Regions from separate parts of the Mus musculus genome. Here regions 1, 2, 3, 4, 6 and 7 are each linked to region 5. A link is a contact called in public HiChIP or PLAC-seq and promoter capture Hi-C data. All regions are on one chromosome and are shown on one strand. The core of a region is the stretch at or near the end of the contact, and the rest is flanking DNA. Distances in the headings are between cores, read along the strand shown. Region 1 has its middle 11 kb from the start of Gm2848. Region 2 holds the start of Msx2 (msh homeobox 2). Region 3 holds the start of Syk (spleen tyrosine kinase). Region 4 has its middle 77 kb from the start of BB123696. Region 5 holds the start of Nfil3 (nuclear factor, interleukin 3, regulated). Region 6 overlaps Syk (spleen tyrosine kinase). Region 7 holds the start of Diras2 (DIRAS family, GTP-binding RAS-like 2).

Region 1 (3,205 bases), core at 629-3,128, 420 kb before region 5:
CTGTCTTTTCTGTCTGACTGTGGCATCAACAACAATCCGTTTACGCCAAAGGACAATCCATCACCAAGCCCCCTTATCCTAAACTTGAAACTTTTTAGTTATCTCTCTTTTGTTTACGGCACACAGAGAAATACATTGCTGTATTCTCTGAAAGTTGCTGAAGGAAGAGCCCAGATTCAGATATTATTGCAAAGACAAGGAGTGTTTATTCTGCAGAAACAACCTGCATGCAGGGGTCAACCACTCTTCAAAATGGTGACCCTAGACAAAGGCACACAGGGAATTAGGGGAATATTCTAGAAGGACTAGGTCATCTAAAGTTTCATTGGTGGATGCTAGGGGTTACAAGGGTCAGCTTCTGATCGGTTTGTGCCAGGGGGTCAGTGGTCTGCATTCCTGTGTCATGAACGTTTAACCACAGGACGTGATGGGACTACCCATCCTGAGATAAGATATTTCCCCGTTTTTTTGTGGTTATCCCCAGGCTGTTCTTTGGAAGGGGGTTTCTGACCTTGTTGCTGGGTTTTATGGTCTGTCCCTGGAGCTGGTCCAGCCTTATGGCCTTCCTTTTGAAATCAGGCCTGGGCCTTAAGTGGAAACAAATGAGGTTTGTGTCTTCCTTTCCAAAGCTTGCCCAGATTCCGACTGTTACCGTTTGCCACAGGCCGGAATGCCTATAGTCCTGTTATGGAGAAAGGAAATGTAAAGCAGAGATCTCTGACAAGCATATATGCCTGCCATTCCGCAGGCACTGCAGCCTTACTAGAGATCTCATAGCCGATGTTCACCTGTTTAACAATGTTCCTGGAAAAGAAACCCATAGCGGTACTTGGATGGAGGGTTTTAAGGCACCTTATTTAAAGGCATTTTGATTAACATGAAGCATTTTACACCATCTCATTTTCTGTCACCCTTGGATGCTCAAAGCGCGGATGAAACACAATCCGTCGGCTTCTGTCAGCCGACCGTGTTTGCCAAGCAGCACTACTTTTGCTTTCTCTGCGCATTGACCCATGCCACAGCTGGGTGGGTGTTTTCCAGGGCAACACCAGTTTGCAAAGCTCCTCCATTTTGGTTGGACTGTAACACTTCATGGAACAGAAGGAACTTGGTTCCCAGAACCAAAGCAACTCATTTCTCTATATCCCTGCCTCCCACACCAACATAATCAAGTCTCAGTAACGAAGGCCAAGAGAGAGGCTGATCCAGCACTGTGACTTTCATTAGCTCACTGCCCCCTGGTGACCCCCTTCCCACCCACCTTGCAATAAAATCTGCAATAAGGAATGTCTACTCTCCTTGGAGTGGGCATAACTCTTCTTAGATCCCCTGCCTGCCATGCTGCTGGCTGCTTGTCTGTCTATGACACAACAATCTTAATAAGCCTATTAGCCAAAAAAAAAAAAAAAAAAAAAAAAAAAAAAATTTCTCTAGGTCTTCCTCCTTGAACACTAAAACCCCAAACCTTTCAGTGGATGAAGCCTGCATTTCATTAAATTATTAGGAAGAGGGGGAGGAGGAGAAGAAGAAGGGGGAGAAAGAACTTCAGAGTTGAGTCCCCAAGTTTACAAGTTTCCTCAGTCTGTCAAACATGAAAATTGGAATTTGTCACAAGAGATCTCAAGCTTTTCCTCACTGTATCCCACTGGGGCAGCTGCTGAGTCACTTGGCAGAGAGAGCAATCTCTTTATTGTAAAGCTTTCTCAACCACAGAAGCCCACTCTTAACTTTTTATATTTTTGTTATTCAAATCCATGCAGCAGGCAGACAGGAAGTATTTACTCGCTGAAATGCATACAATTTGCATAGCAAAGAAATGGCAGCCTTTCCATTATCATAACAATACAGAATCGTTCTGCCCGGAGCCAGCGGAGTATGAATATAGCAGCCAGGGGCACTTTGTACAGTCAGTTAATTAGGAGCTGCTCAGATGTCTGGGCTAGTCTGAGGCAATGCTCTGCTTTTCCAGAAGCAATGTAGTTTACCAGATTTATTCAGGGACTTATTCCCAAAAGGTTTTAATACAAAAGCACCACTGACAACAGTGAGTCCCACCCAACTCAGGTTGAAGGATTACTAAAGGAAACCCTCCTGGTCAAAAGAACGGAATCTACCTATGAATAGAGAGAGACATAGATAACCCATTTGGGCTGTCACTCACCTAGCCAAGGGACATTCCCACAGAAGGCTGAATCTGCTTAAGCCATGTTAAGGAGATGGAAGGAATAGTTATCCCTTTAATGAGATACATAGATAGATAGATAGATAGATAGATAGATAGATAGATAGATAGAGATAATGTGCCTTCGAAGGATCTTTGTTTTCTAGGTAGTCACTATAGAGCTACTACACAGAGCAGAAAGAGGCTTCTCCAACCTATATTAAGAAAAGGCATTGATCTAGCGACATAAATAAATATTTAGGAGGCGTTTGACAATATGGGACCTATGTTTTTATCTTATTTGCCCTCATTGGTTGTGTACACACCTGCACAATGCTCTTCCTTTATGCACAGAGCTGTGCGAATGCACCTCCTGGACCTCCTTATGATCTCATTGATGGAAGAGATTCTTGCTTCATCTTTTAAACCTGGATAGAGATGACCTCCATCGACCATCATCACTTCAGAGGGCCCAAAATAATACTGATAGCTATGGTTAAATGTTAAGGCTCTCTTTCTCCATGCCCACGGTCACATCATTTAGGTCTAAGTGTGACAGAGCAAGAAGACCTTGTGTTCTTCCCAAGGACACTTCAGACTTAACTAAAATCTGATCTTGATTGAGAATCCCATGGGAAATGACCCAACCCAGTTCTATTCTAGGAACCTAGAGTCAGGATACCTCTTAGGTTCTGTTAGACTGTTTGCTTGGACAAACCGCCCCCTGAAGCTGCTGAGTGAGATATCAGGGTATAGTTTTGCCTTTTAAAAGCCCCTTGGTCTAAATATTCAGGGCTACAGGTGGGTCCCTGAAAAATTGAGTGTAGTCCCGGCTCGCTGGAATAGACTTTGAGTTGGCTATAAACAGAGTGGTCATCTCTGGTACATACTCTGTAACATAAGCATGCCACATTCTTATTTTAATACATCCCGTCTTCAACTCACTGACTTGTTCTGAAATTTTTCTCTGCAGCAAAAGTCAGGTCCCAACTGCATCTAAGTAGCAGTCTCTCAGAAGAGTTCCTGGCGATGTTGGTTATATTA
Region 2 (2,886 bases), core at 351-2,850, 490 kb after region 5:
CCCTCTCCCTCTTTCTCAACTTTCCCAAAGTTTGATGGGGGGGGGGGCAGGAAAAAAGGCAACAGAAGAGATAAACCTCAAAGGCCAAGAGATAAAACTAAAAACAAAGTTTCAGGAATGGACCCCAAAGGGATGCTAAGTCTGGAAAGGAAGTCGGCACAGCCTCCCTGGAGGAAGTGGGGTGCAGTGAAAATAGCAATATGGCCATCACCCTCAAAAGAGGGGGCAGAGAGCATGGACACCAGACCCCCATGCCCATTGCAAGTATGAATGGTAACCTGGACCAAGCAAGAGCAATCCTCTAAGCACTAGCCACCAAGTCTGAAGGGGTAGCCACAGGTGGCATGCCTCTGCCTGTACTTTGAGGTTCTAGCAAGCAGCCAAATCTGGCGAACTTGTGGCCACCTCACTGTACATTCTCAAGTTCTGAAGGAATGCTGTTAATTATTACTGTGAACCCAGGAGAGCCCACGAGGGTCTGGCCCAAACTAGCTCCCTGCAACACGCAGAACCTAACCAACAACGGACTAGAATACAAGAAGCTTCCTTTCCGAATCAGTCTCTGCCTGCCACCTTCCCTTCATAGGATGGACACTGGAGTTCGAAGACTACCAAGTATGTCTGCTCCATGTCTGGTTAACTTCCAGTTGTCTAGTCTTTATAGTGGGGTGAACTTCATGGGGCTGCCTGTATATTTTGAAGGCCAGCAAAACCACATTTCAATACTCATTTAAAGTGGATCCCAGCCCGGTGTGGTGGTGCACACCAGTTATTCTAGTACTTAGGTGGTGGAGTAAGATGACGAGTTCAAGACCATCCTGAGCTGCATACCAGCACGGGCCACAGGAGACCCTGACTCAACAAAACAAAACAGCGACTCTCCCCTATTTCCCGGGCAGGTACACAAATATGAAGTTTTCGGAGCAGGGGGCTAAGGACTGCAGAAATCAACAACTTGGTTTGGTTTTCAAATGCCAGCCAGCGCTCAGGTACTGCAGATTCCTCGAAGCTAGGGATTCTGGGATGCGGACCGCCCGCTGAACTGGGGTACCAGGGGGGTCAAGAGCATCATCCTGTTAACACCCGTTCCCCAGCCCCTCTGGGACCCCTCGCGCTGGTCCAGCCCGGATCCCGTCCCAGACGCGCACTCACTGGGCGGCGGGGAGTATCTGCCGGGCTCCTGTATCCACGGTGCTCCGTCTTCGGAATTTTCCGACTTGACCGAGGCGGTCTCGAAGGGCTTGACGAGAGGCCCGGGACTGTGAGCGTCCCGGACGCCGTGTCCCGGCAGCAGCAGCGGCCGCAGGACAGCGCCAGCCGAGGCGCAGTCGGGTGGCACCGCGGGCGATTCCTTGGGCGGCTTCTTGTCGGACATGAGCGCCTCCACGCTGAAGGGCAGGCTGGAGACCTTGACCCTGCGTTCCTCTGCGCTGCCCTCGGCTCCTCCAGGCCCGGGACCCGGGCCGGCCAGTACCGCGGGGCCCTCCTCATCCGACGAAAACAAGTCACCGCCTTTAGTCGGAGAAGCCATGACTTTCTGCGCCGCGTAGCTGTCGGCGCGCGACTCCGCTGGCAACTCTCAAGCGAAGACTCCAACTTTTGGGGGGGGAGCCGGCAGGGGCGCGCTGGGAGCCCAGCCTGTCCTCCGAGGGGAAGTGGGAGACTCGGCTCAACCAACTGGCGACGGCCCTGCTCCTGACGCCACGGACGCTCGCCACCGATTGGCTCTCCCTGGAGAGGCTTGGGGCCCTTCCCCCGCCCCGTTTGAAATAAATTAGGAGTTAATTACAGGAGCAGTCAGCAGAGTTGTTATTAGGCGATCCCTCAAGGGTTATAATCGCCCAAACTGAAAAGTCTAAGGCGTAATTAAAGCCGATTGTTTAAAGAGGAAGCTTGCCGAGTCTCATTTCTTGTCTTTTAACCCCTCTTTAAAGTGTTTCTGGTGCCGATCCCACACGCTCCCGCCTGAGAATGTTGGAAATCTGCGGAGGGCATGGAACATTTATAAAGCTCCCACTATGAGCTCAAACTAGTGTATCTTTGTAACTATAATGGAAAACAATAGCAGCATCTTTACTAATAGAAATAGTTTAGGCATGGTCCTTAGTTGTCTTATCTTTGGAGAGTGTTCCAAGACATTAGCTGTAACTCATTCCTTAAGAAAAGGGACAAAGATGAGAAAGGCTGAGAGGTGGTCAAGGGATATTCAACTAATCTCTACCCTTTCTCCCTTTTTTTTTCCTTTAAAACAGACTCTTGCTCTCCAGCTCTGGCTAGCTTAGAAGTCGCTCCCTATCTTACCCAAGATGGTCCTGAACTTGCTACCCCACTGGCTTCGTCCCTGGTGTTGAGAGTGTAGGTGTGCACCAGCAGACCCAGCGCCCATTGGTTCCTGGCAGCTAATTTACACAAATGATCTCCATTTCATACTCTGTCCAAACAGGACAAGTTTTAGAAACTGTCAATGGGGATATTTTCTCACCCCTTGAGTCTCCTCTCTAGGCCCGTGCAAAAGTGTGCTCATGAGGTTTTTTTTTTTTTTTTTTTTTTTTGAGTTTGTGTTTGTCATTGGAGTTCAGGTGTCAGGATAGCATCTGCCTTGGGAGGTGATGGGCAGGGGAGAAGGGTATTTGTGACATTTAGTGTCTTTATTCTCTCTGCAAATAACAGGGTTCGACTTTGCAAACCCAAAGCCTGAATATCTTTGGGGAAAGCTCATCTCACCTGACTTTGAAATTTTAAGCAGCATACCTATCAGGATCCCACCCTAAAGCACACTCTCTATCTAACTGCAGCCCCAAAGCATCAGTGACCAACTGTATCAATGCATGGAAGAAGAGAGTTTTGAGACAGAGGCCTGAAATAATTCTGCACCTCCCTTGCCCG
Region 3 (2,891 bases), core at 62-2,561, 380 kb before region 5:
AAAGTCTCAAAAGAACTCTTAAAATATTTTACCTAGCATACAGATGAGAATTCAAGGCCCTGGAGGATTAGCTCAACAACCGGGTGCACTTGTTGTTCTTGCAGAGGACCCGTGTTCAATTCCCAGCACCCCACTGACAGCTCACACTGTCTGTAACTCCATTCTCAAGGTATCGGCTGTCCTCTTCTGACAACCATAGGTACTAAGCACATGCATGATACACATACACATATGTAGGCAAAATGCTCATATACATAAAATAATGATATTTTTTAAAAAATAAAATATGCTATACCAACATTTTTCAAATGATGCTAAAAGTAGTGCTTAGAAAGAAATCCCGAACACTAGGCCCACTGCTATAACAAAATCCTTGAGACTGAGTGCTTTATAAAGAAAGGGAGTTTAGTTTGGCTCGCAGTTTAGGGCTTAAAAGCCCAAGTTCAGGCTGCCACGTCAGGTGAGCCCCTTACATGGCATGACATCCTGGCAGATGGCACCACATGGTGGAAGGCTGTGATGAATCATGGTTGTGGATGGGACCAAATTGGTGGGATGACCTTGCTTGATAACAATTCACTGTCAAAGTAACTAACTCAGTTCACTGAGACTTAACTTAGTCCTCTGAGATAGCCATTAGTCTTTTCCAAGGCTGGTGCCTCAGTGAACTCGCTCCCTTGTACCTCAGAACCCACCTCTCAAAGGTTATGACACTCGAATGTGCCACACCTTAGCCAAGCTCCCAGCACATGAACCCTGGAGCGGCATACCCAAACCCCGATGATGTAGAAGATAAAGAGAGCTGTGTCAACTCAGTCACCTATAGTTTTAGGCAAGGATGTGCTCTCACTATAGGAAATTAAGTTTTATAAGAATTATCAAGAATTACAGTACATTAAGCCTAGGCCACGATGGTCAAAGGAGGTAACATGGTAAACTCTGAAGCCAAAAATAGGAAACTAAACAAAAATGAAGAAAACCTACTTGGAGCCTTTAAAATGATCAACAGAATTAGTAAATCGTCAAACATGATATACAGTAATATAATGAGAAGAAAAATTGACATACCCTAAGCTTGGCACACAGTTTTAGCCAGGTTGTGTAGCTTAGGTCTAAGAATCAGCGTGACAATCCTGGTCAAGAATCGCCAAGATCCTCCTCCACTGGCAGGTGTTTGTTTGGGATCCCTGCCTTCTGACTGTAACTTCATTTTGACTATGAAATTATCAAGCACCACCCCCCCCCAACACACACACACCCTCTTACTTCTGCTTTCTGGCTTGTCTTGCTTGCTGACACTTTGAGGAAAAGCCACTTCCCTAGTTACAGACACCACTTAACAGCAGGAAACCTCCACTTGCTCTCCTCTGCCTTCTCTCCATTGCAGCCATTCCCATTTTCAAGACTGCCAGTCTGGTCCTTTCAACGTTCCATGCTGCCTGGTGCCCGGGAGCCCAGGCCTTCTGTGACTCCAGGACAGGAAGGTAAGTCAGATCTGTAGCAATCAATAATGGCGACCTCATGGCTCTCTGCACCATGGGTGGGCATTAGAGAGCACGCCAGTATCCGAGTATGTGCTTTCCTGGCCGATACCGTCCCCTGGGCTACATCATGCCCTGGCTGACATTCGTTCATCTTGAGCTATGGAGTTGATAATTACTGCAGTTCTCACATGGCAGAGACATCTTTCTTCCCTGAGCACATAGCCGGTACTTTCTTTAAGCACTGGGGTTAATTCGTGTCTTTAGATACAGCTGTGAAGTCTCGGGAGTAACTCCACTGTAATTTCCTGGAATATTTCATAGTCAGGAATTTCAGAGAAACCAAGATTTCCTTGAGCAGGTGTGACAGGTCCTTTGTGTCGAATGTGGGTCATTTGGTTTCTCTAGAGGCCTTGAGGACCCTGTACATATTGTCCTTGTGAGGTGGGCAGATGGGGAAGTAAAAATAGAGCCTAGACAGCAGCAGCTTCAGCCAGGCCCCCACGGCCTACTGAAATGGAGTTTGTTGGGCACAGCGTTCACTGTGGCCTCAACCCCAGCCACCCAGCTGGGATTCCCTGGGATGGGACTTGGGGTGGGAACCAGAAGAATACTGTCACTTGGCTCTCCACCTATCCTGAGTACTTTGTCCCAAGATGATGGCAGGAAAAATCAGGAGACAGTCTTATCAGGAAATGTCTGCAACTTGGTCGGTTGTTGGTATTTTATGTGTGAGTGTATTTGTGTATATGTACATAGCTGTACATATGGTGTCTGTGTGGTGGAGAGAGAGATGTATATGTATATATGTATGGTGTATGTGTGTGTTGTGTGTATATACACCTGTATGTATGTATGTATGTATGTATGTATGTATGTATGGTGTGTATATATGTGTATATATATATATCTTGATGCGTATGTGTGTGGTGTGTGTGTGTTGTATGCATATATGTATATACCTTTATGTGTATGTGTGTATGGTGTGTGTGTGTGGTATATATATATATATATATATATATATCTTTATGTATATGTGTGTGTGGTATACATATGTATGTGTATATACCTTTATGTGTATGTATTGTGGTGTATGTTGTACTTATATATGTGTATATACCTTTATGTGTGGTGTATGTGTATGTGTGTGTGTGATATATACATATACATATACATATACATATACATATACATATACATATACATATACATATACATATACATACTTTTATGTATGGTATATTTATGTATGTCTGTGTATGTGTGTTTGTGTGTGTGTGTGTGTGTGTGTGTGTGAGAGAGAGAGAGAGAGAGAGAGAGATGGGGGACACAGAGACAGAGAGACAGAGAGCTGTCATGTGCATGCTGTGGTACACACGTGGAGGTCAGAAGACAACTCTGAGTGAGTGT
Region 4 (3,376 bases), core at 371-2,870, 300 kb before region 5:
ATCTTCCTCACCACCTACACATCGTATAAGAGTTGATGGGTATATTTAAAGGTGAATCCATTACGTAACAGAAGAAGCTCACAGAATCTTCCCCATCAACTCCAGTTTGCCAGCCTAAAAATGGGTTTACATTTGATGCGACAAAGGATCCTTCCAGAAGCTCCCACTGTTGCCTTTCCTCTCAGGGCAGCTACTCTGGTTACACTGTCTTGAGATGGATTGAAAAGGTGGCATTGTTCAAGATTATGTGCTTCACAGGCAAGGATGGGACGATCTACCAGATCTAGAATGGCCTCTGTGATGGTTAATCGTGATTGGATCTGAAATCAACTAACTGATATATTGGTGGACAGGCCTGTGAGGACATTTCCAGGGAGGGTCAATTGGAGAGAAGGAAGACCCTCCCCTCCAGAGTAGGCAGTACCTTCCAGCAGCTACTCAGACACAAGGAGGTCAGGGAGGAAAATCACCCATGTTTGCCTGCTGCCTTCACTCTTGTTGGTGAGTGCATCAGCTTATCATTGTGGTTTCTGCTCCACCATCAGCTGCTGCCTCTGGGCTTCAGCCTTGTCTTCAGCCTTCTAATGTGGATCTTTCAGGACTTTGACATCGTAGTAGGACTACTAAGGCACCCAACTTAATGGGTGGGCAGCTATTGGGATACTTGGTTTCTCTGATCTGTAGGCAGCTATTGCTGGACTACCCATATCATGTAATCCAAGGTAGCAAAAGTCCCATTGTAATATATATTCCCTCTAACAGTGCTTTTCTCTATAGAACCCTGCATGACACAGACCCTAAGAGCTTTGTGCTGCATCTGCAATCTCATAAGAGGTGGCAGGACCAGGACCTTCAGCAGATGGGGCTGAGTAGGACTTTGCAGGTTATTGGAAAAACAGCTTCACAGGACCTCTGCTCTCTTCCTGAATCTCCTTAGCATCCTGGCCGTGAAGCAGTGGATGGCTTTGCCTTGCAAGGCTGTTTGCATCAGGTACGTTGCTTCAGGCTCAAAAGCCATGGATCCAGCCAATCCTAAACCAAAGCTCTTAAAGTCATGATCCTAAACAGTCCTTTGATTATCTTAAGTATTTGTTACAGAGGGACACTGGCCAGTACCTCTGATGGACACCTCCTACCAACCCCTCAACACTCAAAGAGTTAAAGCCTTCTTGATGTGGGCTGAATATCTTGGGATTACAGCTGGCAGCCGGCAGTCACGTGGGTTGGAGGAATTGCAGGAAAGCTTAGAATGTTCTCCCCCTATGGGCCCTGTGGAGGTTCCCTCCGCCATGATAGTCCAGGGGTTTCTTCTTCTAGGAGTATGGTATGAACAGCTGCTTCTCCAGCTCCACATGGCCCTGACTTAGACTCCAATGTCCTGCACTCGGTGTCCTGTCTCTAAGAGACACCTTCTCCAGTCGAAGGAATCTGCTCCAATGGTCTCCATGACAACCCTGGAAGGCCCTGGCATGAGCAGCTAGCTAACAGGCCTTGCCAGTAGGCAGGCCCATCCCACTAATTGGATAATGTATCTGAAAGAGCTGATCACTGCTGGCACCTAAATCAAAGGGTGAACTCAGCAGACATGACTCACACCAGCTTTTTAAGCAGGAGCAAGCATTTTCGTTCCTGGCCCCGGTAGCGATCCTCCTTTTAAGAATGTGTCATCCTCCAGGCCTGTCTCATGGCCATAAGCACCCCAAGCTTTGCAATTCTATTTTTGTGAATGTGCGAGAGATGGAACCGAATCAGAATGTAAAGGTTCTTATTTTCTTGGGCTACTTAAGGGGAAACAGATGCTTGCTTTTCTGACATCGTGTCCAACTTCTGGTGGCAGGAAAAAAAAAGAATAGAAGAAAAGGAAGGAAAGCCATGGACGGGCTACATGGTATAACATGAACTTGAAGTCACCATATGTGTTTGATACACTTTGATACGCAGATGTTAAATATAGAGTCCGTACCATCTCCCATCCCTCCACACACATATAGAACCAGAGACAAGAATTTATCTTCTCATTAAAGGTCAAGTGCTTGCTTTTGTGTGCCCAGCTGTGCACATGTGGGATCCAGAGACCAGTCCCATGTCTTCCGCCACTATTCTCTGCCTTGGTTTTGGCTTTACTCTATTTTTTCATACAGGGTCTCACTATGGAGCCCTAGCTGGCCTGGAACTTGGTATATAGAGCAGGCTGGTCTTGAACTCACAGAGAGATGTGTCTCTGCCTTCTGAGTGCCCGATTCACCTTACTTTTTGAGACATGTTCTCAATTAACTCACCATTTCAGCCAGAGTAACTGGCCAGGAAGCCCCCATGATCCTCCTGTCTCTACCACCACTAGTGCTGGGATCACAGGCACACCAGCTCCACCTACCTATTTCTATAGGTTCTAGGAATCCAAATTCAGTTTCTCATGTTCGTTCAGCAGGCATGTCACCAGTGGCACCATCTCTATGGCCCCAAGAATGTGCTTTCCCAAAGCAGGAGGAAACAGCGATGACATTGGATTTGGGAGAACTGCTTGCCTGGCAAGCATGAGATCTCGAGTTCAATGCCCAAATCATGTAAAGCAGCAACAAAAGCCAGGTGTTGTGGCCTGTTCCTAGAACCCCACCCAACACTGGAGAGGCAGAGAAAGGAGGATCATGGGGCTCAGTGGCCAGCTAGTCTAGCTGAATCTGTACAACATAAAAGGAAGAGATCTTTGTCAAGGAAAACAAGAAGTAGATTGCAAAGATATCTGAGGCTGACTTCTGGCATTCACATGTTTGCACACACACATGCACACGCACACACACACATCACATCACACATATGCATATGCATGCACCCATGAGTCCTGGAAAACAGCCACTTTCTCTGCCATCCCCAGACCCCAAATTCCCTAATTTTCAGCCAGAGGAATATCCACCTTGACATGTTATATGTATAAGAATTAGAGGGTCAGGCCACAGCAGCACCCCGGACATCTGCCAGACTCCTCCCCCACGGAGTCACAGTCTTCTTGAACATCTACTTCCAATGAGGGCCAGATCTCAGCAAACCACTAATTGAATCCAATGGGTGTAAGATTCCAGAGCTCTTGCCATGTTGCCGTCTTCACGCAGACTGCATCCCTAATCTGAAAATCCCAAACTCAAGTGCTCTGAAGTCAGAAACCTTAGATATTGTGACCTAAACTTTCAAATCTTGACTTCCATATTTTGGGGCTGGGGAGGCTGGACCTGTGCATGGTTTGGGGAAAAAAAAGCCACATGTCTTATTTTACAGGGAAGAATTGGAACTAAGAAGAAATGAAATCTTTTTCGCTTGACTCATTCTAAAACGAGAAAATGTGCAAATGGTCTGAGTGTGTGAGGTGAGGCAAAGAAATCAG
Region 5 (2,884 bases), core at 113-2,612:
TGTTGATGGTGACATTCTTCAACGCTGAGATTGCCCTACTTTCTTTGTGGCAAGATTATAAAATCACGTAATTAGCTCCCTTTCTATGCTCAACAGCCAGCAAATTCGGCAGTTACATAACCTCACATTTCCAGGAATCTAGTAATGATTTGTCTTGTGGTGTCTTAAAAAAAAAAAAAAAAAAGCCAATGACGATAAGGTGAGAAAAAAAAAAAAGAAAGAAAGAAAAAGAAAGGCTGATGAAACGCATCGCATTCCAGTTGGGAAAAGTGGGGAGGCAAACGTCACAATGGCTCGTCCGGGTTTTAAAAATAACACCTCGGAACATTTAAGGAGCCCCCCCTCCCCCGCGCGCATTAGTGTCCAAGACTAGGATTTCTTCTTTCTTAATAATGAACTCCATAGAATCGTTTTTTAAAATATGCGTATTTGGGACGATACAGAGGTACCAATAAGGATCTAATAGCCAACGCTGCGCTAAAATGACCAAATCATTGCACACAAATCACACGCGCACATTCTCACATCAGTTCGTCCTCGGTGCCCACGTTTCATCGCTGGCCCATTATGCAATGTAAGAAAGGACACATCCCTCCACCTTCCCGAGGGCTCGTAAAACACGGTGACGACAAACGGGTTGGAAAACGTCGGTGCCGACACAGCGCCTGACACAAACAAACGCCGCGCAGGCATCTCCGATTGCCGTCACCGTTGGTACTCCCAATCCTCCTAAGCAAATCAAGACTCAACCCTCCCCTTAGCTGGCCCGGATTGGGGACTAGCGCGGAGAGACCCCGGAGAGCAGGGCAAGTCGTCTGGCTGCTAAAAGGATCGGCCTCCACTCCGCCTCCACGGCGCGCTCTTCGCCACCGAAACATCAATTTTCCTGAAATCCGGAGACATTATGCAATAGCGGGGAGGAGGAGGGAGCGCGCGGCAGCCCGGGCTACGTGCGGGCGCCAGGGCGCTGCAATCAAAGCAGCTACCTTAAGGTGGCGAGTCCCCCCTCCTGCCAAGGCAGCAAAAGTTTATGTAATGCATGCCCCGCGCACACTCGCCGCCTCCCGCCAGCCCTGCGCCGCGCCCGCACGCATCCCGCGCCCTACGCCCGCCGGCCGCGCGCTCCAAGAGCGGGCACGGAGCAGAGCAGGGCCCCCGGGGCCGCCGGTGGGCGGAGCGCTTACCGTGGTTCTGCTCCCTGGTCCGTGAGGGGGAAAAGAAAGGGCGGCTGTAACCGGGCTGGCGGCGCCGGGGCGCGATTCAAGCTCCGCCGGGCCCTCAGCGGGCGGTGGCGAGGGCGCGGCGCGGGAGACGAGCGGGCGCGCCGGGTCCGCGGGCGCCGTGGCCGCGCCGAGAGATGTGTGTTAGTAGGTCAGTTCCGAGCGCCGCGCTACGTCGCCGCCCGCCAGCCCCGCCGTGACGGGCGGCGGCCGCCCCAATCGCCGCGCCCGCGCCCGCCCCCGGCCCGCCGCCACTGGCCGCGCCGACAGGGGCGGGCTCCCCACCGCCCCGCCCCGCCCCGCCCCGTCCTCTCCGCCGCGGCGCCACTGGCAGTCCGCGTCCTTCTCTGGCCGCGGCCGCAGCTGCTACCCGCTGTCCGTGGGGACCCAGGCCGAGCGCTATGTTGCGCAACGGGACGCACCGCGGAGCAACCCGAGGCACGCCTAAGAGGAGCCCAGGACCCTTTTGCCCATTGCCGGCCGCGCCCTCCGGGTCGCTGCGCTCGCTCCGTGGTGCCAGCACCTTTTTTTGTTTGTTTGTTTCCCGGAGAGCCACAGAGGGCCGGGCTACCTGTTGCCAATAGAACCCCGGGTGAGGGCTATGGGGACACGGGCGTGGCGGGGACCTTGGCCTCCTTGTGCCCACGGTCCCCTCTGAGACCGGGAAAGGGGCGCGGCAGCCGGGCTACTGAAATGTCCCGCTCCTCTCCCGGGCAGCGCCGCAACGGTAACACAAACAGCGCTCCCGACACAATTAGGGCGAAGACGACCCCTACAAAGTTGTTGCGTAACACGGTTGGGAAACCAAGCTAGACCCGGTTGGTCTGTGTCCCCGACCACGTGGAGAGGTGGCGGCTGTCTCCGAGGACCTGAGAGTCCGCGGCCTCGGTGTCCCCGGCTGGGAAACCTACCCGCTTTCGGTGCTCGGGCTAGAGCAAGCCACGGAGGGCATTCCCCAAGCATCTTGAACTGGTAGTTCTCCTCTCCTTTCGGTTCTCAGTGAACACGCCAGCCAGCCCCCACCCCACCCCCCTTTCCCCAATTCCTGGGATGTACAAAAGACATAAGGAAATGGGAGACAGAGCATCTGGTGGCATGTTCTTAAGTCAGTCATCGGGTTGGCTATTGTAAAGGAACGTGGCAAACACTCCCCGCGTTTACAGACACGTAAGATTATAGCCGGCCTTGGCAAAGGGAGCCATATTCCTGACAGTGACGCACGCGCTTGCCCAAATACGGAATGTGGCAGGTGGCAAGGTCCTTGAGCTCGGACTGTGGGACCTGGGCTCGAATGATTCCCTCACTCAACCCCCTCCTTTCTCATTTTTCAAAGAAAGCAAACCCCAAAATAAAGAGTGAGTGTGCGGGACCCCCACCCGGAACATCTCACCAAGTGGATCTCTTTCCATTTACTCAAGACACACAGTAGTAACTCCACAAATAATCTCCGAGGCACATCCAGTGGTGATTTAAATGCCATTCACCGTTGGACTTTTGGACGCCTTCACAGGGCAATAATGATGGAGTCTAGCTGGTAAAATACCCCTTAACCAATAAAGCCCCCATAGCACAGATACGCAATAGAGGATAAATCTCCTTTCACGGGTGCTGATCAGTTCAGGGAACACCCCCTCCCCCCTTTACACTTTGTTTGTTTGGATTTT
Region 6 (3,084 bases), core at 410-2,909, 340 kb before region 5:
GAGACACCGTGACCAAGGTAACTTATAAAAGGAAGCAATTAATTGGGGGCTTGTTTAGTTTTAGAGGGTGAGTCTCTGAACATCGTCACAGCAGGAAGATATGGCACTGGAGCAGTAGCTGAGTGTATATCTTATTTGCAAGTTGGAGGCAGAGAGCAAGAAACCTCAAAGCTCACCCCCAGTTACAGATCTCTTCCAACAAGGACACACCTGCTAAACATTCTCAAAACAGTTCTACCAAACTAGGGGCCCAGCCTTCGGATATATGAGCCTACCGAGGTTTTTCTCATTAAACCACCACGTGAAGTTATCAGTCAATTGCTTTCTTACAATTCTCATAATGGAGTCTTACTCTCTTACCTGTAAAAGAGCTCAGTGCTTGGAAGACCAGGAGTTTCATAGTCTCTTCCTGGGCCACCGTAAACAGTCAGGAATTGGAACAATAGTAGCCTCTTAGAATTAGTGGGATATTATCTTTCCCCTCTGCTTTTCTAGAAGACGTGGTATTTTCTTTTTTAAATGTCTAGAGGAATCAAGAAACCTTTTCTAACTTCTTAATTTAGATCCCTGCCTCACACCACAGATGTAATGATAGACCCAACTATGAAAGCCAAAATAGGTGGCTAGAGATGACAGAATGGAGCCTCCCATGTTCCCGGGAGGGCCCAGAGAGGCTTCTAGGGTGATGATAATATCTAAATCCTCCTGTCAGGCCACAGGCTGTGTTCTAGATCACCACACTAGCTGTGTGTACTTTCCTGTGTGTGTGTGTCCCACTAATTCTGTTATTTGACCTAGTGTATTTGTTAGGTGTGTGTGTGTGTGTGTGTGTGTGTGTGTGTGTACGTACATGCATGTGGTTTGGGGATCAAGCTCCAGCCACCAAGCTTGGCAGAGAGTATCTTTACCACCTGAGCCCCCACACGGCCCATTTCCTGAATAGTTCTGTTTTGATTCATCGGTTTGAAGGTTCAACAAAAGAAACAACTTCTCATGCTTGTGGAAATTTTACCACAGGTAATTTTTCAAAGCATACCTAGTTAATGTTTGTTCTTTCTTTTAAGCCACATTTTGCTAGAATACTTTCAAGAGTTCAGCATGATCCATGTGATGTTTTTGTGAGGGAATAAAAAAAAATCCATATTTTCGAAACACATTGAGGCTTGCTTAAAAGTAACCAAGCCCAGTGGGAGAGAAGTGTTTCTTTCTCTTTAACTCTGAGCTTGAACAGAATGTGTGCTTCTGATTGGGCATGTTGTGTACACACCTGTGGCCCCCCAGAGCCCCAGAGGTAGAGACAGGGGGATCAGAAGTTTAAGGTCATCTCCTACTATACAGCTAGTTTCAAGCCACAGTGGATTATGTAAGACCCGGACTCAAAGAAAAAAAAAAAGCAAAGCAATGTATTTTTATTTTTTAAATTCTGGGCCCAGAGGCTCATTTGCAATATCATAAAGAAACTTTGTATTCCTTTATGCATGTAGGCAGAACCTAGCTGGGAAACCACATGACACTGCAGCAGGCTGTATGTGTGTCACAACAGGGGAACTTTGTTGAAGCTGGTTGAATATTTCACAATTCGGGGCTTTCCTCAGCCTGGACCATTCTCCATTGCTGTCCACTACACCGGGGTTCACAGGCAGTGGGGCATGGTTCCTCTGTCTGTAAAAGAACAGCTGTAGAAAGAATCTCTTGTGTACTGTATGGAATCATTACCATCATACAGAGCACCAACCACAAACCAGAGAACAATCCCCGAAGTCCAATTTGGGGAACCAGTGACTGGGCACGCATGTGGGGGTTACTCACAGGAGCTGCGTGTGCCGCTGAGAAGTCTGGGCCTCAGTGTGGATGGTGGCCTCTACAGGATGTAGGGTCCCCTAGATGCCCCCTCTCGGGCTCCTGTTAGCTTTCACAGTCGTATGCTCTAGCACCTCCCAAGACCGTGCGTCTATGTTCAGTTAGGACAGGATCTCACACAGATGACTGGGAAGCGCCGGGGGGAGTTCCAGGAATCAGGGTAACAGTCCAGTGAGCATCTCCACCCCTTCCTTATATGGAGGAGCACCAGCATTTGAAGCTGGTCTTTCTTCTCTCTTGCAAAAGGCATAGCTGATCAGATGGAAAGAGCAGGTGTTATATTCAGAGGACGTTAAAGATGATCTTAAACCAACGATCCTCCTGTATCCACCTCTGGGGCTCTGGGGCTCACAGGTGAGCACCCCCATGGCCGGTCTGAAGCACACGAGTTGTTCAAGCTCAGAGTTAAAGGGAAAGAAACACTTCTCTCCCACTGGGCTTTGTTACTTTTAAGCAAGCCTCAACATGTTTCGAAAATACAGATCTTTTTCAATTTCTCACAAAAATATCACATAGATCGTGTTGAACTCTTGAAAGTATTCTAACAAACTGTGGTTTAAATGAAAGAATAAACATCAGCTATGTGTGATTTGAAAATTTACACCTGCCGGGCAGTTGTGGCACACGCCTTTAATCTCAGCACTTGGGAGGCAGAGGCAGGCGGATTTCTGAGTTGGAAGCCAGCCTGGTCTGCAGAGTGAGTTCCAGGACAGCCAGGGCTACACAGAGAAACCCTGTCTCGAAAAAACAAAAACAAACAAACAAACAAACAAACAAATAAACCCCAAAAGAAAGAAAGAAAGAAAGAAAGAAAGAAAGAAAGAAAGAAGGAAAATTTGCACCTGTGATAAAATTTTCACAAGAAGGAGAAAAATGGTACTAGCTATTTATCTTGATGTGTGTGTGTGTGTGTGTGTGTGTGTGTGTGTGTGTGTGTGCAGGTACTCCTGACACAGCACATATATAGAGGCCAAGGGACAACCCTTGGATGTCACCTCTTACCTTTCACCTTGTTTCAAACCGCCTCTGGGGATTCACTGCTGGCCCCACGAATCTCCATAGATTCTCCCCTAGAAGCCCTGGGGTTGCAGACATCTGCTATCCAACTTTCTGTGGGTTCTGGGGATCTGAACTCTTAACCTCACTCTTGCATGCGCTTTTTACACTGGGTTATCTCCCCAGCCCATGGCCGTTTCTTGTTTGTTTTTTTTTTTTCGTTTGTTT
Region 7 (3,063 bases), core at 432-2,931, 450 kb before region 5:
CAGTCAAACGGACCTCCTACCTGTACCACCTTCTGTTTCTCTGATATATTTGGGATGGGGGTGCGGGGGGTGTTGTGTCTTCTTGTGCTCAGGGCCCTCTCCAGTTCGAAGGGCACAGATAAAACTGAATAGTTTGCAATTTTAGGCAACAACAATTTCTTTTTTTAAAGTATGATTCCCATACAAATTTGTTAAATTTATTCTAATTTTATTCCCTTTTCTCTACCACCCACTCCACCTCCTCGAACCCAAATGCCAGTGGGAAAGAACACATCTAGACTGATCTGAGATCTAAAATACTTCAGCTTTTTTGCTGTTACTTAGAAAATAGTCATTTAAAATAATATTTTATGGGTTTTTTTTTCTTTTAAGCAAATCACAAAACTTCTGCTAGTATAAACTAGTATGCACGGGGGCCCGATTAAAAGCTAACAAGAACCAAAATGTGAAATGAATTCCTAAACAAGGCTGGCTGGGCACGGATTCCTCCACCCAAGTTATACTGTGTTCCACCTTTGAAGGCATGGAACAACCGAGATGTGTGGTGTCCAGTTCCAAAGATCCCCCAACCCCAAAGAATATGAACTGGGACATGGAATCGCAAAGCAGGGTGGGGAAGTCCAACCCTTGGGCAGCCAGCTGTCATTGTCCTCTGATGGAGACCCACGTTCTTCTGCCTGGACTAGATGCTGAGACTTGCCTGAGCTCCCACCGGGAGAAGAAGGGGAGTCCCGTGGATATCCCAAGCCTGGTCTTTAAAATAGGAAATGAGACATTGGGGCGGGTCCCTTTCCAGAGCGTTAAGTCTAGAGGTTGGGATCCAAACATCAGGAATCCCCTAGCCATTTCTTCTTGGCTCTGAATGTTTCTTTCTCTAGCTGTACCTCTTTAGGAGACTTTTCCTAAATCGATGGAATCTTCCGCATTCATTAGAATACCTGCAGTCAAAGAATTTCCCCAACCGCAACTCCTGTTAGGACGGGATCCCTAATCTTGGGTAAGACCCTGAGGTTTTGCCCCTTCAAAGCAATGTTAGGTGTTCAGTCTAACGTTCTCCCAACTGAGCTATGGCTTCGTCCTCGCCCTCCCCTCCTGGAAGGATGCAGGATGAGGCTGGCTGGTCCCCCTCTCCAAGTCCTGGGATACATACTGATCTTCAGCCCCAGAGAGTAATCCTGCTCCTCTGGCTCCCAGGACTGGCCAAAAGCGCCGGGCACCCGCGAGCTGTATCCAGCTCCAGCCGAGAGCCGTGGTGGCTTGCTTACCTGGGGAGAGCCGGCTCAGAGCCGCAGGTCTCCAGGCGCAGCTCCGGGACCCGCTGCGCGCAGCGCGATGCGGTGGCTGCTGAGGCGGAGTGCGCGCTGCTCCCGCCTGATGACGCTGTCAGCTGCCCTGCGCCCCGCACCGCCCTGTGCACCGCACCCCCAGTGCAATGTCCAGAGCCCTGCACCTCCAGTGCAACGCCCAATGCAACGTCCTGCCCCCTGTGCTGCCCCTCTCTGTCTGCCCCTCTCTGCCTTATGCACCCGCCCGAGCTCTCTGCACAGCCTTACAACCTCCAGCACCGCTCCCTGCACCGCCCGCACGCGCGCCTGGCCCTGTGCAGTCCTCCCACGCGGTGCTCTCTGGCTCTAGCCTCCCGGCCTCCGGCTCCACCCTCCTCAAGCTCCTGCAAGCACAGTGGTTGCTCGTTGCGGTGGCCTGCTTTTCACCGGGAGCCTTCAGCTGCCCTCTACCGAAAGCTTCTGGAATAGATGACAAGAGACTAGAATTTTCTGAAAATTAAATGAATCAAAAATCATTCCGTTGAAAGGACAGTGGATTCCTGTGTTTAAAACTATGCTCCTACCCTAGTGTACTTAATCACTGCTTACCACGCAATAAGACTTGGTCACTGGGCAAGGTTTCTGTTCCTGTAGCTGTGACAAAAACAAGCTAAGGAAAACTGGGTTTGCTCTGGCTCATAGTTCAGAGTAAAAAAGCAAAGCAGGAAAAAAAAAATCTTGAAATGGCTGATCACATCGCATCGGTAATCAGAACTTAGACGACTGTGGAAGCACGCTGCTACCGAGATCAATTTGTATAGTCCAGGATCCTGTACCCAGGAATGGTCTAGCCCACAGTCAAGACCGGCCTTTGCACAACACTTAAGTAATCAAGATAATCTCTCCTCCCACAAGCCTGAGGCCCGTCTCCAGGTGACTCTAGATTCTGTCAAGTCGACAATAGTAGTCACATGTGCTAAATCACAAGACAGCCTGTCACTTAGAGGTGCCAAGAAATTCCCTGCCTGAAAGGCAACCATACTACAAGAATTCAAGCGTTTTAACAGGACAGGGCTCTGACATCACCTCTTTGGGTAAGCTTGGGGGACCACGCTGCTCAGCAGCTTTTCATGACCATTTCAAAGAATTAACAGAGAGAGAGAGAGAGAGAGAGAGAGAGAGAGAGAGAGAGAGAGAGAGAGAGAGAGAGAGAGAGAGAGAGAGAGAATATGCTGTACTGACATTTTGTAAGCGCTGGACAGGAACATCTACCTATATCATACTTGCACTCTATGGCTGGAGGAAACTCTTTTTTTCTTTTTTTATCCTTATCTTTGTCCTTTGGTGATGTGGTAAAAGAATTACAAAATGGGGCCTGTATCTTCTAAATTAGGCTTAGCTTACAGATTCTGTAAGCTATAATATAGTCACTTTTCTGTTTGGGTAAGTTCTGGAGTCCTGTAATTTCAGAGGATATAATCCTTTGAAGTTGGTTTGCAAAGCAAATCTCTGCCCTGCTATTCACAGGAAACATGTTTGTTTGTTTGTTTGTTTGTTTTGAAATCTTACCTAAGATATGCTTTCACTATTTACAGTTAAGATAACATCTTTGTTCCTTAGTTCAGCTTGACTCTGGCCTTAGTGCTATGGCTACTAAAATAAGAAGGGAGTAGACCATTTTTAACAAGGCCATTTGAGAGTGGCCTTCACAAATGTAGCCCTACTTTGAATATGCCTGTGAGCAGGAAGTCCACATGTCCACAGTCTCTCCATTATGAAGGTCTGTGTATGACTGTGG

What was found. Promoter capture Hi-C pulls out the DNA fragments that hold promoters and counts their contacts. HiChIP or PLAC-seq counts read pairs in DNA pulled down with a chosen protein or histone mark. Capture Hi-C pulls out chosen DNA fragments and counts their contacts.
Region 1: an H3K4me3 HiChIP or PLAC-seq map of embryonic stem cells shows a contact between it and region 5, with 3 times the contacts expected there. The contact joins the enhancer-like site here to the promoter of Nfil3 in region 5. A contact is called at or near these places in 1 of 39 promoter capture datasets (neutrophils), 4 of 484 Hi-C or Micro-C datasets (embryonic stem cells, myeloid progenitors, nephron progenitors and 1 more), 1 of 115 datasets of contacts at active chromatin or transcription factors (embryonic stem cells) and 2 of 9 other capture datasets (liver and macrophages).
Region 2: a contact with region 5 is called in a promoter capture Hi-C map of embryonic stem cells, with 10 read pairs. The contact joins the promoter of Msx2 here to the promoter of Nfil3 in region 5. A contact is called at or near these places in 1 of 39 promoter capture datasets (embryonic stem cells), 3 of 484 Hi-C or Micro-C datasets (all in embryonic stem cells) and 1 of 115 datasets of contacts at active chromatin or transcription factors (embryonic stem cells).
Region 3: a contact with region 5 is called in a promoter capture Hi-C map of adipose tissue. The contact joins the promoter of Syk here to the promoter of Nfil3 in region 5. A contact is called at or near these places in 1 of 39 promoter capture datasets (neutrophils), 4 of 484 Hi-C or Micro-C datasets (cardiomyocytes, embryonic stem cells and macrophages), 1 of 115 datasets of contacts at active chromatin or transcription factors (bone marrow-derived dendritic cells) and 2 of 9 other capture datasets (adipose tissue and liver).
Region 4: a promoter capture Hi-C map of neural stem cells shows a contact between it and region 5. The contact joins the enhancer-like site here to the promoter of Nfil3 in region 5. A contact is called at or near these places in 7 of 39 promoter capture datasets (embryonic stem cells, epiblast stem cells, liver and 3 more), 3 of 15 datasets of contacts at CTCF or cohesin (the NIH/3T3 cell line and embryonic stem cells), 10 of 484 Hi-C or Micro-C datasets (the C2C12 cell line, bone marrow-derived macrophages, cortical neurons and 4 more), 28 of 115 datasets of contacts at active chromatin or transcription factors (the 230-238 cell line, CD8 T cells, the HPC-7 cell line and 18 more) and 2 of 9 other capture datasets (adipose tissue and liver).
Region 6: an H3K27ac HiChIP or PLAC-seq map of microglia shows a contact between it and region 5, with 6 times the contacts expected there. The contact joins the enhancer-like site here to the promoter of Nfil3 in region 5. A contact is called at or near these places in 7 of 39 promoter capture datasets (the 3T3-L1 cell line, cranial neural crest, embryonic stem cells and 4 more), 1 of 15 datasets of contacts at CTCF or cohesin (the NIH/3T3 cell line), 6 of 484 Hi-C or Micro-C datasets (the 4T1 cell line, the AML12 cell line, astrocytes and 3 more), 19 of 115 datasets of contacts at active chromatin or transcription factors (the 230-238 cell line, SST interneurons, astrocytes and 13 more) and 5 of 9 other capture datasets (adipose tissue, embryonic stem cells, liver and 2 more).
Region 7: a promoter capture Hi-C map of adipose tissue shows a contact between it and region 5. The contact joins the promoter of Diras2 here to the promoter of Nfil3 in region 5. A contact is called at or near these places in 4 of 39 promoter capture datasets (the 3T3-L1 cell line, embryonic stem cells, hippocampal neurons and 1 more), 4 of 484 Hi-C or Micro-C datasets (the C2C12 cell line, cerebellum, embryonic stem cells and 1 more) and 1 of 9 other capture datasets (adipose tissue).

What each region holds. Positions count from the first base shown.
Region 1 is chr13:52,560,538-52,563,742 of GRCm38.p6, forward strand. No RefSeq gene overlaps it. Among named protein-coding and RNA genes, the nearest start is that of Gm2848, 11 kb to the right of the region's middle. Within about 2 kb of position 1,879, at least 24 of the 459 cell types and tissues checked have an H3K27ac peak or open chromatin away from gene starts, as enhancers often do. A contact at or near this core is called in embryonic stem cells, where this site is marked.
Region 2 is chr13:53,471,180-53,474,065 of GRCm38.p6, forward strand. It overlaps Msx2 (msh homeobox 2), which reads right to left and starts at 1,601. Exons shown (of 2, transcript NM_013601.2): 1 at 1,153-1,601. The coding sequence starts at 1,531. Gm33763 (a long non-coding RNA gene) reads left to right here. Exons shown (of 4, transcript XR_873406.2): 2 at 2,796-2,886.
Region 3 is chr13:52,595,571-52,598,461 of GRCm38.p6, forward strand. It overlaps Syk (spleen tyrosine kinase), which reads left to right and starts at 1,312. Exons shown (of 14, transcript NM_011518.2): 1 at 1,312-1,484.
Region 4 is chr13:52,678,596-52,681,971 of GRCm38.p6, forward strand. No RefSeq gene overlaps it. Among named protein-coding and RNA genes, the nearest start is that of BB123696, 77 kb to the right of the region's middle. Within about 2 kb of position 1,621, at least 42 of the 459 cell types and tissues checked have an H3K27ac peak or open chromatin away from gene starts, as enhancers often do. A contact at or near this core is called in cortical neurons, neural progenitor cells and neural stem cells, where this site is marked.
Region 5 is chr13:52,979,677-52,982,560 of GRCm38.p6, forward strand. Nfil3 (nuclear factor, interleukin 3, regulated) reads right to left here and starts at 1,363. Exons shown (of 2, transcript NM_017373.3): 1 at 1,185-1,363.
Region 6 is chr13:52,634,767-52,637,850 of GRCm38.p6, forward strand. All of the region lies in intron 9 of Syk (spleen tyrosine kinase), which reads left to right. Among named protein-coding and RNA genes, the nearest start is that of Syk, 39 kb to the left of the region's middle. Within about 2 kb of position 1,660, at least 65 of the 459 cell types and tissues checked have an H3K27ac peak or open chromatin away from gene starts, as enhancers often do. A contact at or near this core is called in the 230-238 cell line, bone marrow-derived macrophages, macrophages and 1 more, where this site is marked.
Region 7 is chr13:52,529,155-52,532,217 of GRCm38.p6, forward strand. It overlaps Diras2 (DIRAS family, GTP-binding RAS-like 2), which reads right to left and starts at 1,682. Exons shown (of 2, transcript NM_001024474.2): 1 at 1,266-1,682.